Linked DNA regions of Macaca mulatta: region 1 is linked to region 2. Evidence: chromatin contacts called from public Hi-C data. All regions are on one chromosome and are shown on one strand. The core of a region is the stretch at or near the end of the contact, and the rest is flanking DNA. Distances in the headings are between cores, read along the strand shown.

Region 1 (6,573 bases), core at 3,504-6,003, 380 kb before region 2:
GATTAGTCTCTCATCTTGGATGTAACACAGCATCAACACTCTCTAATACTGATGATCAACTATCCAGACCATTCAGAGAGTATGTAATAAAACCGATTACATGGTTTTTTTTTTTGTTTTGCACTTTTGCTTCCTGGAGACAATACCCAGCTCATTTAATGAGATATCCTAAATTTCATCTACCAAAACACTACTACTTTTTTTCTTTTTTGAGACAGGATCTCACTCTGTCAGCCAGACTGGAGTGCAGTGGTACGAACATAGCTCACTTCAGCCTTGGTCTCTGTGGCTCAAGCGATCCTCCTCCCACCTCAGCTTCCTGAGTAGCTGAGAACACAGGTGCACACCATGTCGCCTAGGCTGCTCTTAAACTCCTGGGCTCAAGTGGTCCTCCTGCCTCCGCCTCCCAAAGTGCCAAGATTACAGGTATGATTCACCACACTCAGCCCCAAAACACTTCTTAAGGTAGTTTCTGAGAGAAAAAAGACATGGTAAGTATGTCTTCCCCACTATTAGCCTCAGCCACATAGAGCTGACCATTCTGACTGATGAGAACGCAATCCTAGCCAACGCTGAGGAAACTGAAAAAGGAGAAAACATGGAAAATGGTTCAATGTTGAATTATTGCTAAGAATGAGGGGATTTAGGGGGCTTAGAATTGAAGTCAGGAATACCTAAGCAAATTACTTACCTCTATATAACTAGTCTCTAAGCCTCAGTTTCTTCATCTGTGTAATTGGAATAATAGTACCCACCTCACACAGTTGTGAGGAATAAATAAAACAATGCAAGTAAAAAACAGGAAAAGTAAATGACTTTTCCTGGATCAGCTGGGCAGAACAAAATATTTACATAAATCATTATAGTAGTAAGGTGTATTTTTTTTCATTAAACAAAAATAAATTGTTAAAAAAGAAATGTATCTCTAGGTCAGTAAATCAAAATTCTTACTTTTTCACCAAAATTGGGTGATGAAGTGGTGGTGTCCTTCCTCTGAGACGTCTCTTTTTTCCCACAGGATTCTTTGCTGGACATCCTGAAAAGCTAACATAAACATTAAAAATACAGGTTTTTTTGCAATAAAAAAGAAAATAGAAATTTGTCTTCTTTCAGTTATATAAAGATTGGAGTTTTACAAAATGATCTTTTTTTTTTTTTTTTTTGAGATGCAGTCTCACTCTGTCGCCCAGGCTGAAGTGCAGTGGCATGATCTCGGCTCACTGCAACCTCTGCCTACCGGGTTCAAGCAATTCTCCTGCCTCAGTCTCCTGAGTAGCTGAGATTACAGGCATGTGCCCCACCCCCTGCTAATTTTTGTATTTTTAGTAGAGACGGGGTTTCACCATGTTGGTCAGGCTGGTCTCAACCTCCTGACCTTGTGATCCGCCCACCTCCCAAAGTGCTGGGATTACCGGTGTGAGCCACTGCTCCCAGCACTATGATTACTATTTTTTAACCATTCCCAAGATGACAAGATTCTCTCACTATTCCACTTTTCTTCACTTACATTCTCCTTCAAAATTACCCATTCCTCTCCTTCAGCTTCATCTATCACCTTTCCAGGAAGGAGTCTCAAACCATGCCTTGATCCCTGACTTCTCACATAAGCATCAGATCACCATTTTCAACTGACTCCAGGTTGCTATATTCTGCACTACCTACATTTCAAAGCCAATTAGTCATAAGTTTCATTTTCCCGAAACACCTTCAGTCATTCATTGAACAAGACTTTGGCAAATCACACACTTTTTTTGAGTCTTGGTGTCATTACTCATAAAATAGATAACCCATCCCACAGGGTTTTTGAGGTACTCAAACAATGGATGTAAAATGTATCTTGCGGCTGGGCACCTTGGCTCACTGTAATCCCAACACTTTGGGAGGCCGAGACAGGCAGATCAACTGAGGTCAGGAGTTCAACACCAGCGTGGCCAACATCATGAAACCTCGTCTTTACTAAAAATACAAAATTAGCCAGGTGTGGTGGTGCATGCCTGTAATCAGAGGCTGAGGGAGGTGAATCGCTTGAACCTGGGAGGCGGAGGTTGTAGTGAGTCGAGATCGCACCACTGCACTCCAGCCTGGGTGACAAGTGCAAAACTCCATCTCAAAAATAAAAAAAAAAAATTAAAAAAAAACATACATATACATCTTGCATAGGTTGGTACACAGTAAGGTCTACATATATACTTGCTTGTATGGTTGTCTTTCTACTAGACCCTGAGCTCCTTGAGTATGCTGTACCAAAAACTTAGGTGCTCATACATGCCTACTGAGTGAATAAACGAGTGAATTCTTCTTCCTTGTAATATTAACTCTTTCATTCTGAACCACTTCCAATTCGCTCACTGTAGTTCCTCTGTTCACTTCCCATCCCAGTCTCATTTTTCCAGCCCTGCTGTGGACCAAGTAAATACTGTCAGTGGATGACAGTATTGTGGGCTATCTCAGAAAAACACTTACGTTTATTCGGACAAACGTTTTATATTTGTACTAGTGTGAAACTCCTATCGATTTTATGCAAATCAAAACATAAACTAAATGAGGGGAGACTTCCTGTGCTGGCCAGTCTCCTGCTGGATGGCTCCTGATGATTCCTGATGCTTGGTAATCACACACTTACGTAATCCCCTACCACAATGAATAGGGGTGACCTGTGTAACCAATAAGATATTGCTACATAGTAGTATGTGGCTAAATCATATAAGACATCATGACTTCTACCTTGTCCTGTCTTGGACTGCTCACTCTAGGGAAAGCCAGAGTGTCATGAGGACACTCAAACAGCCCATGGAAAGGCTCGCAAGAGAAGAACTACTGGCCTCTTGCCAACAACCAGAACCAACTAACGGCCAGGCACATGAGTGCGCTACCTTTGAAGCTGATGATCCTGCACCCCTAATCAACTGATATGACAGCAGCCCTGGCACATACCTTCACTGCAACCTCATGAGACCTAAAGCCAGATCAACCCAGAAAGTCGTTTCTGAGTTCCTGATCCACAGAAACTGTGGAGTAATAAATGTTTATTGTTATTTTAAGCTACTATGTTTTGGTATAACTTATGCAGCAGCAATAGATGAATAACATTATTTTTTTAATTCTTCAAACATTGAAGATTCCTTCTTCAGGATGTCTTACAAGCAGAGACCATGCTTAGAAATTCTTACAAAAATTCCCACAGAATCCACATACCAAAATCTAACCCTTTTAATCTGGTTTCCCGCTGGTATTAAATGACATTAACATACTGAATCCAGCTTTCAGTTAACCATCTAGTAATTTAGAAATAAAAAATCATCATGAACGACAGTTAAAAAAAAAAAGAAAGAAATGAGAACAAGAATTATTGGATGATGCACAGATATAGTTAGCATATCCGTAAGTTATAGTCAGTGTTATCCCGTTTTTAATTGACTGTTGAGCCATGAGTCAACTATACATTCAGGAATACTAGATAAAAGCTGTGCGGGAAGATCAGTAAAAGGGATTTAGGCCTATAACTCACAGAAGCTTCACGGGGATCATCTGTTCCCACTAAACTGGCGAGAGGTTAAACGCACACACACACCCCTCCATTATATATACTTCTTAAACTACAGGGGGAGGAGTTAACTTCCAGTTAGTGCTTCCAAGTGCCAAATAATGATGCTATCTCTTCCCCGGGGTTCTGAAACAAGTAGGTAACAAATAGACCAAGAAGACTGGCGTTTATCAACTTCATTAACTAAGAAAAGCTAACTGCAAGCACGCGTCTTGTTCTTGAGACTAAATTGGGCTCCCTCTCCTGCCCTGCTGCCTAGAAGGTTCGGACCAAACCCAAGCAGGGGAGCCAGAAAGTTCACGTTTTTCTCCTTCCTGTCCCAGTGGATTTATCGGGGGGACAGAAGAAAGGAACGAGACAGCCTCGAATGTCAAGTAGGCACTAAGAGTGAAGCAGAGAGAAGTATGGGGGACAGGGGACTCACTAGCATATGCTTTGGGGATCTGAGACGCATCAAAATCAAATGACCCGAAGCTCTACCCACTCAGAGCTCTGGTTACTAAAAGCCTGAAAACAAAGCAAAATAGAGCAAAACAACTAATTTCTATCCACTGGTCACACCGCAGAACTGCTGATATTGGCAACAGGAAGACTAAAGCAAAAATAAAAACAAAGGAAAAGAGCGTTCAGGTCACGGTGTACATGAGGGTGCGAAATGAAAAACAGACCCTAACTCCAAGTCAGCTGGAAGGACGGGCAAGCTCGTCAGCTGCTAGTAAACCGCCGCGGCCCGCGGGCTCCGCACGAACCGACCAGACCCCAACACTGGGCAAAGGGCAGCCCCGGAGGCAAGCCGGGCCAGAACCACACCCTCCACGGAGCTGAGACGTCCTCGGATCCGCCCATAGAGTTGCCCCGCCCAGGTCCGGGTGACTCCTGAGTGCTCAGCCCGGCCGGCCGCCCGCCGGCCAGGATACTTGGGGCGGGGGACGAGCGGGAACCTGCCCAGCAAAACGTCAACGTACCCCGCCCCCCCCAGTTCCTACCTTACCAGCGCCGGCTGCGGTGGCGACTCCGAAGCCCCAGGCCAAAGGAGAGGGACCCCCACCCCCCGACACACCCCGCCCCACCAACTGTATGCCCGCTGGGAAACGTAGTTCTGCGCCCAGATCCAGCGTGTCTACCCACCGCTCCGCAGCTTTTGCTTAGATTTGCATTTACTTCCTGCAAGGCTTGCTCGTCGGCCCCGCCCCAGGCTGCGCAGTGTACCCTGGGTGCTGTAGTCTTTGTTCGGTCTGGGGGTTGGCCGGTGGGAAGGAGACGCACCGTAGAAACTGAACCCTCTTACCCAATTGGACGCCGTCCCCAGTACGCTTCTGCGCAGTTTGTGGTGGCGTGGTAACGCCTCGGGGAAAGGGAAGCGGACGGCATCTGGAGTCGCACCCTGTGGCTATTTTCTACTAACAGGATTTGGTCACTGGTTCTTCATCTTTTGTCTGTTGCACGCATCCCGCCCTCCCCACTTGCTTCCCTACTCCTTGGATCCAGCCCAGTGGGCACTCACGTCAGTTCTCTGACCCCGCCGTGAGCCCCGCTCCGGGTCCCCGGGCGGGCCTGGCACGGAGGCGGTAACTATGGAGAATATGGCGGAGGAGGAGCTGCTGCCCCTGGAGAAGGAGGAGGTGGAGGTGGCCCAGGTCCAGGTCCAGGTCCCGACCCCGGCCCGGGACTCGGCTGGGGTCCCAGCTCCGGCCCCGGATTCGGCTCTGGACTCGGCTCCGACTCCGGCCTCGGCTCCAGCCCCAGCCCCTGCCCTGGCCCAGGCTCCGGCCCTGTCCCCGTCCCTAGCCTCTGCCCCTGAGGAGGCTAAAAGCAGTAAGTGCAGGAGGCCCAGATCTTTCTGCCGCAGAAAAGAGAAAGTGCGCCTTGCTGGGAAGTAGGGGAGACCCTTCTTCACCGGGATGGTTTTTATGGGGCAAGGCAGGTTTAGGGAAATGGAGGGGAGGGAAGAGAGGCCCGTGTAGCGGCTAAAACAAGGGTACAGAGTGGGAGACGGCATCTTCATAAGCCACGAGGATGTCACGGTGAGGGATATGCGGAGGGCAGGAATGCTGCAGATAGAAGGAAATAATGAGGTTAAGGGCTTTTTCGTAAAAGGGAATCTTTTTAAGGTACAAAAATAGGAAGTTACACATAATTTGGTAGTTTCCCACAGTCCAGACTACCGTGGTTAACTAGGTTCTTTGAAATGTGACATAGTAACCGAGGCAACCTGTTTACGGTAGTGGATCCTAGCTGCCAACATTTATAAACCATTACTGTCAACTAGCTTTTCTGCTTCGACGTACACAAGGAGATGAGTTTTTCTCATTTCAGTTTTTTCCCCCCTATGGGCAGCTTGCTTCCGAAGAGATTTTGAGGCTGAGTAGTAGTTTAGAAAAGAATCGACTAAATTTATGGATGTTTTCACCCATACATAAATACCAATTGAGTTTTGTACTCCATTCCATCAGAAATAGACTGTTGAGAATTAATGGCCCATATTATTGTGCTTCTCAATGTGCCTGCATGTTTTCTAAGTGGTGGTTTATTGGACCATATAGGAATTTAAAAGATTGATGAGTAACACTTTCTTAAGGATCTTCTAAAATTTTTAAATGTAAGGTCTAAGAAAGACTTAATGTAAGTTCTTTTAACATTTAGTTTGTGGTCATAAATTGACCTTTATGTGCTTTCTGAATTGGAATTTAAAATAATCTTTAATTCATTATTTTTCCTACTTCTAGGCCAGTTTTGAGTTTAATATTTATAAAACATTGGATATAGATAGGATTATTTTGCAGTGTTGAAACAACATACAAATTGTTATAGATTTCAGAGTATGTCTAATCACAGGAAAGAAAAGCCAGGATGCTTGAGGTAAGCCCCTTCTCATCATATAAGATCAGAGCTTGTAGGTACAAAATAAAGCCAGTTGTTTCTTCAACTACAGTGGGTAGGGATGGGGGAGGCATGGGGAGCTGAGGGGGTTCTACTCTCCTAAGTAGCCTCCTACCTCACTTCCAGGTTGTATTTGTTTATATTAGTCA
Region 2 (6,522 bases), core at 210-2,709:
TATTCAACATTTATTGAGCCAGTGCAATAGTTTAGGAGAGAGGTAATGGACGCTTTAACGGAGCAGAAGTGGGAATAGAAAGAAAGGTAATAATCTGAAAGATAGAAGAGGTAAAATCTATATAATTTGGTAACTGAATGCACACGGACCACGAAGGATAAAGATGAGTTGACAATGATTCCGATGCATTAATATGAATCACAAAACATCTTACGTTTGAGCTACCCCTGGGCCAGACGTTAGGACATTCCTATTAGGGAGGTGGAAATGTGGGTCTAATGATCAGGACAGATGTTGATTTGGAAATCAACCACAGAGATATGTTGGCTGAATCATTATGAGAAGAAATCACCAAGGAATAATTAGAGTACAGAGAGAAAAAGGACAAAAAGAAAACCTTAAGGGAACACCTTTTCAAGAGGAACCAACATGTCATTTTACCAATAGTTAACCTGGGACTCAGTCATCAAAATTCATTGCAAGTTCCAATCTCCTTCATTAAACCTTCTTTGCAGCCCACACAGTTCTCCTTACATTGAGCTTTTTAGATAACTATTATTAATCATGTACGAGGACCCACGTGCTCCTTCATCCTTGTAGTACTGCGCGGTGGTTAAATGCCAGGGCTTCCGAATCAGAGGCTGGTTGGATTCTAATCCAGCAGTGTGACGAGCTTTTGTTAACCAATCTTTCTAAGCCTGTTTCCTCGTCTGCATAAGGGGTATGGTGGTACTTACTCTATCAGACTTGAGAAGAATGCATGAGATAATTGCGAGTAAAAACCTTAGAGCAATGCCTTCAAAAGCTCAATTCATTTTGCTGTTACTGTGTTTTGGAATTTCCCTGAGGGTAGACGACTACTCCAACACTATTCCCTAAGGCATGCAGCAGCACTGACTTGGGGGCAGTGCGCCTCATTCAGCCAGCTCTCTGGGAAACAGCTTTCTGAGGAAGAGAGATAAACAGTTGACGGGTTTCCCGAGACTCAGCAGCCCACCGAGGCAGGGCTGACTGCAGGGCGCCGAGGAAAGGGGGAGGTGGGACCCCAGCAACCACCGGTGACCTCGGCGGACCACACGTCCCAGAGTGCCGCGCGCCCACTCTAGGTAGAAGTGAGCGACGCGGCTTCGAGTCGGCTTGCGAGAGAGCCGGGGAGGAAGCAGTGCACACTGGGACTGGTAGTCCTCAGGGGGCAACTCCGCGGGTCGGAGGCGGGTCGAAGCGAGAGATCCCTTCCCAGTCCCGCCTTTTGTCCACGTCTCACTTCTCCTGGCCAATGCCCTCTCCAGTCGCTGGAGACAGCCCCTCTCTGATGCGGTCTCCATTGGTCCTGAGGCTCCACGGCTTCGGTCCTACCCGGAAGTAACGTTGGGGAGGCGGTTTCCTAGACTACGACACCGGAAAGCTGGGGGAGGCGCTCCGGGATACTGAGGGCGGAGGGCGGTGGCAGCGCTGGCGCTGGGGACCGGCTCGGTGGCTTCGGGAAACAGTTCGGCGCCGGCGGCCGCCCGTGTTACTCCGCATCCCGCCCCGTCTCGGCACGGCTAGCAGCCCCCTGGCCACCGGCGTCCGGCAATGTGTCTCACCGGCCGGGCGTAGCAGCTGCGCGTGCGCGGGACCGCGGGGCCATGAGCGAAGCCGGCGGCCGGGGCTGTGGGTCCCCGGTCCCCCAGCGAGCGCCATGGAGCCTAGTGGCGGCGACGGCCGCGATCTGCCTGGTGTCGGCCACATCCGTGTGGACGGTGGGGGCCGAGCCCATGAGTAGGGAGGAGAAACAGAAGCTTGGGTAAGGGTGCTGGCAGCCTGGGGTGGGTTTCTCGGTGAGGCTGACCACGGGAGGGGTGCCTGTCATTGCGACCCGGTCGCGTATAGTGGCCTCTCCTGTCGCGATTGGAACGGCTGTTGCCGCGCGAGAACCCTAATGGGGTGGACAGGGTCCGGGGAAGTGGGAGCCGCCGCTCGCGACCTGACCTCGGGGGGAGCTGACGGGTTGTCGCCCTGGCCGCCAGTGACATGTGCAGGCTCCTTGAAGCCAGGCGCGGTGTGTCAACGCGGCTGCCATGTCAGTGGCCCGAGAAGGGGGCTACAGCCCGCATCGCTGCGCGCTGGAGTCCTGCGGTTGGTTGCCGGTCGACCGAGGCATGGTTAGCTTTCTCGCTCAAGGGAGCTTCCAGCTGGGAAAATGTTGCTGATCTCACAGTAGTTAAGGAAATGATGTTTACACCTGTTACGGAAAAGGGGGCGTTCATTGGAACTTGAACTTTACACATTTTACTATTTCCTTGCAGTGTTTTCTTGCACTGTATTTTCATAATAGAATAGAATGGGGGGAAATTATTCAAAAGTCTCAAGTATACCTATTCAGTAGTTTTTATCCGTCTTGGAAGTGTCGTAAAATTATCAATTCTATTTACACCATTTAATTCAGAGTCAGTAATACATACACGAGGTCCTACACATGAATAAGAAAAAAGCGAAGAACCAGTAGGAAATGGGCAAAAGGCATGAACGGTTAAGCCAGAAGAGGAAATGGAAGTGGTAAACATGAAAAGTTACTCAACCTCCATAAATGTAAGAGATGCAGATTAAAACAAGGAGCTAGCTGGGTTTTGCCCATCAGATTAGTAAATATAATACAAAACACAGGAATACAGTTCTGGCTAGTTCAGGAGTGAAAAAGGCTTAGTGAGAGTGTACATTGCTGTTAACTTATTGGTAGTCTCTCCTAAAATTTACATTGTGCACACTCTGATTCATCAGTTCTGTTTCTGAGAATCTACCCTAAGAAAATAAAAGCACTCTTAATGCAGAGATAGATCCAGCCTGGGCAAAAAGAGCGAAACTCCGTCTCGGAAAAAAAAAAAAAAAAGAAGTGCAGTTTGAAAGAACAACTGTTCCTTGGAGGAAATGGTTGAATAGGGTACGTTCATATTATGGAATAATATTGAGACATTAAGAAGAAGGAAGTATGTCACTGGAAGCCTATCCAGAATATATTTCCAAGACAAAAAAAAAAATGCAAGTTGTAGAATAATGTGTATAGTACCATCCCACGTTTTTTTAAAAAAGAAAAAAAAATAGCTCAGAAAAAAGTGGAACGAAGGAGGGTGGTGGAACCATCAGGTCTTACTTTATGTACGTCATTTAAATCATTGCAAAGGGTCTTGTGTTCGTTTCTAAATAGCAATAAAGATCACTTGATGGAAAAAAGTTGAAGTATCAACCATCAAAATAAAATTACCTGTAAACTCTAATAAGTATCTTACATTTTCTCTCATTATGAATTTAATTATCATTGATAACTTTTACCAAATACCTCACTGTGTGAGCACTTTACATATGTTATCTCTGTACTCCTTCCTAATTCCCAATGAATGTGATCCACATTTTGCAAATGAGGAAGTTGAGACCCAAGGTTGACTTGTTCAGCCGCAGAGCTACTAATTGGTGGTGCCAGTATTCAAACCCAGGCTTCTCTGTTCCCAGAGCCAGGCTCTCTCCAGTGTGTTGCACATTCGTTAGACTTGGAAGAGAAGTATCAAGTCTGTTAAGAACCACAAGAATCTTATTTGACCATCACCATCCTTTCTCCATTTTTTATTAAAAACTTATTTGTAAAAGAGTCATTGGATAAATCATTTTTGACCAAAATTAGTTTTTAACTGGAAAAGTTCAACCAAATTGACTTGAAATTTCAGCTCAAATTTTGAGATCATTTATGAAAGTGAAATTACAATTATTTAGGCTTGTTAGATTGCTCTACCCTTGAATAAGGGTAGAGTAAGAATCTAGAGCTATACATGACAAATACACAATTATATGACTGCCTTCTCCTCTGGGAATTTTCAGAAAACTGAACTTTGATTCATTGGGTTTACCTGTGCATTTTTTTAAAGCCCAAATAATGATTCATGATAAACAGCAGAAAATGCCCCACCCCTTTCCCTCCATGCCCCCCCCCCAACAAACCAAACAGATGGTAAAAGACTGGAATTGTCATGAATAGTAAGCAGTTGCTCAATAACTTATACTTTGTGGAATTACTTAACTGGTTATATGTAGTCTTATCCTTCATGGAATAAGCTTTTTGGTTTTGTTTTTAAAATTTTACAACAGGATATTTTGTTAATGTTGTGTTTTCATTAAAAAGTGAAGTAGAAAACAATCCAGTTTCTATAGCACGTGGGCAGGAGATGCAACTTTAGAAAAAGACAACTTGGCCTGGCGCTGTGGCTCAGGCCTGTAATCCCAGCACTTTGGGAGGCTGAGGTGGGCGAATCACCTGAGGTCAGGAGTTCAAGACCAGCCTGACCAACATGGAGAACCCCCTTCTCTACTAAAAATACAAAATTAGCTAGGCGTGGTGGTGCATGCCTGTAATCCCAGCTACTCGGGAGACTGAGGCAGGAAGAATGGCTTGAACCTGGAGGTGAAGGTTGCAGTGAGCTGAGATCGTGCCATTGCACTCCAGCCCAGGCAACAAGAGCAAAACTCCATCTCAAAAAAAAAAAAAAAAAAAAAAAAAAAAGAAAAAGCCGACTTACAGAAATTAAGAGTGATGTAATTTTTGAACTGGGTCTGATTTCCAATACATTTTAATCCAGTTTTCGAATGGATAAAACCTTATGGAAACTTTTTTTTCTGTTCAATATAGTAATCATTATACCATTCTGTATTTAACTTCGTTAGGCTTCTATGTGTAAGAGAGAGCAACGATATTAAATAGCTCCACTTTGAAATATGTGTTCTGAAATTGGCTCATCATATGCTGCATAAATGTAAGGATTGGAAAATAGTGTGTTTTGCTTGTATGCAATCGTGATTTACTCATAATCTTGAAAATTGAATGCTTGTAAAGTTGAGTTAGCGAGTTAAAGCTTATGTCATTTGTAATACACATGTCTAGGCACTATCATTGCCAGTTATAGGAATTTCTACTTCTTGGTGGTAATCTTATATTCCATTTCAGGGAAGAAAAAAAAAGAACTTCCATCTTCCATTCATTGATATGAGTTCCTGAAAGGGATATTTTAAGCTCTTTTTTTTTCCTGCTTAGGACAGGATAAGAGTTCAGAGCTGTAAACCACAAATATAAAAATTATGTGTATATATAAATATATATATATATATAAACTTATAAAGAATAAGTGCTTTAGCAAAGTGGTGGTAAGGTCTTTTTTTAAATAATGAAGTGTTTTTAAATGGTTATTATTCATAAAAAGTTGTCAGGACTTAATTTGTTTACTTCACAAGTTTGAGTGTACTTGATTTTGCTGGTCGCCATAGTCAGGATCTGAAACTGAGGTCTTTTCTGTTTGCTAGCTCTATTATTACCAGTATTTCATCATCCGTGACTATAGTTTTAAAAATGACAATTGCAGTATAACAGGAGGCAAATAAAAATATAGTCAGCAATTTCTTTAACACTTTTTTCAATTCTTGCCATCAGTGATTGGAACTTTGGTAAAAGAAAAGTTAATAGGCTGGGCATGGTGACTCACACCTGTAATCCCAGCACTTTGGGAGGCTGAGGCGGGTGGATTACCTGAGGTCAAGAGTTCAAGACCAGCCTGGCCAACATGGTAAAACCCTGTCTCTACTGAAAATGCAAAAATTAGCCAGGCATGGTGGTGGATGCCTGTAATCGCAGGTACTCGGGAGACTGAGGCAGGAAATCGCTTGAACCTGGGACGTGGAGGTTGCAGTGAGCTGAGATCGTGCCACTGCACTCTAGCCTGGGTGACAGAGTGAGGCCCTGTCTCAAAAAAACGAAAAAGGAAAAGTTAATAAAAGATTGTTATTTTTCCTTTGCTAATTATTTGACCTTGTCTAGTCATACCATTAACTTGTACTTTTTCCTATAGTCCTCAAGTCCCTGAACTTGAGAGTGCTTAATTGAAAGGCCACTTCCTCAGTCGCAACCTTACAGGTTTTGATTTAGTAAAATTCTGGTGTAGTGATCAGACATCTCCATTTTAAACAACCGTTTTGGAGATTTTGTGAAACAGAATTCACCAAAACACACAAATCTCTTTTTGAGCATTAGTTTTCTCATTTTTGAAGTGAATACTATTTATTTGATTTTTGACAGTTTTTTAGAGTACAGTACATCATAAAAAGCATCTTTTGAAAATGTGACAAGCATATTAATAAATATGTACTTAAACTAGACATTAGTGGTTTTATTCAATGTAAGTCAAAGGCAGAGGCTTCATAAAGTGTTGTTATTTCATGTCACTACATACCCGCGTACCTCTCTCTTAGTAGAACATATAGGTGAAGCAATAAATGCAATAATAATGGTTCTTTTTAAGGGCTCTCCAGCAAAATTCCCCCCTTCAAAACAGATATGTTAAATAATTGTGTTAAGAGGTCATTGTTTTTCTGTATCAGATTTCCTTCTCTGATCATGGCATCTGTCATTCATTAGTTTTCTTAAGAAAAATTATAAGATGAATTGTACATAAATTACTAGTAATCATTAAAGTTTGGCTCTGTGTGGTGAGTTCATGAAAGCTTGTC

The links. Hi-C and Micro-C count contacts between places; a contact is called where the count stands out from the background.
Region 1: a contact with region 2 is called in a Hi-C map of liver, with 2.2 times the contacts expected there. The contact joins the promoter of SWT1 here to the promoter of EDEM3 in region 2. A contact is called at or near these places in 3 of 14 Hi-C or Micro-C datasets (fetal cortex germinal zone, fetal cortical plate and liver).

What each region holds. Positions count from the first base shown.
Region 1 is chr1:42,614,543-42,621,115 of T2T-MMU8v2.0, reverse strand. SWT1 (SWT1 RNA endoribonuclease homolog) reads right to left here and starts at 4,753. Exons shown (of 19, transcript XM_028851396.2): 1 at 4,673-4,753; 2 at 952-1,044. The coding sequence starts at 1,035. It overlaps TRMT1L (tRNA methyltransferase 1 like), which reads left to right and starts at 4,906. Exons shown (of 15, transcript NM_001260768.1): 1 at 4,906-5,359. The coding sequence starts at 5,119.
Region 2 is chr1:42,226,811-42,233,332 of T2T-MMU8v2.0, reverse strand. It overlaps EDEM3 (ER degradation enhancing alpha-mannosidase like protein 3), which reads left to right and starts at 1,459. Exons shown (of 20, transcript NM_001266794.1): 1 at 1,459-1,786. The coding sequence starts at 1,629.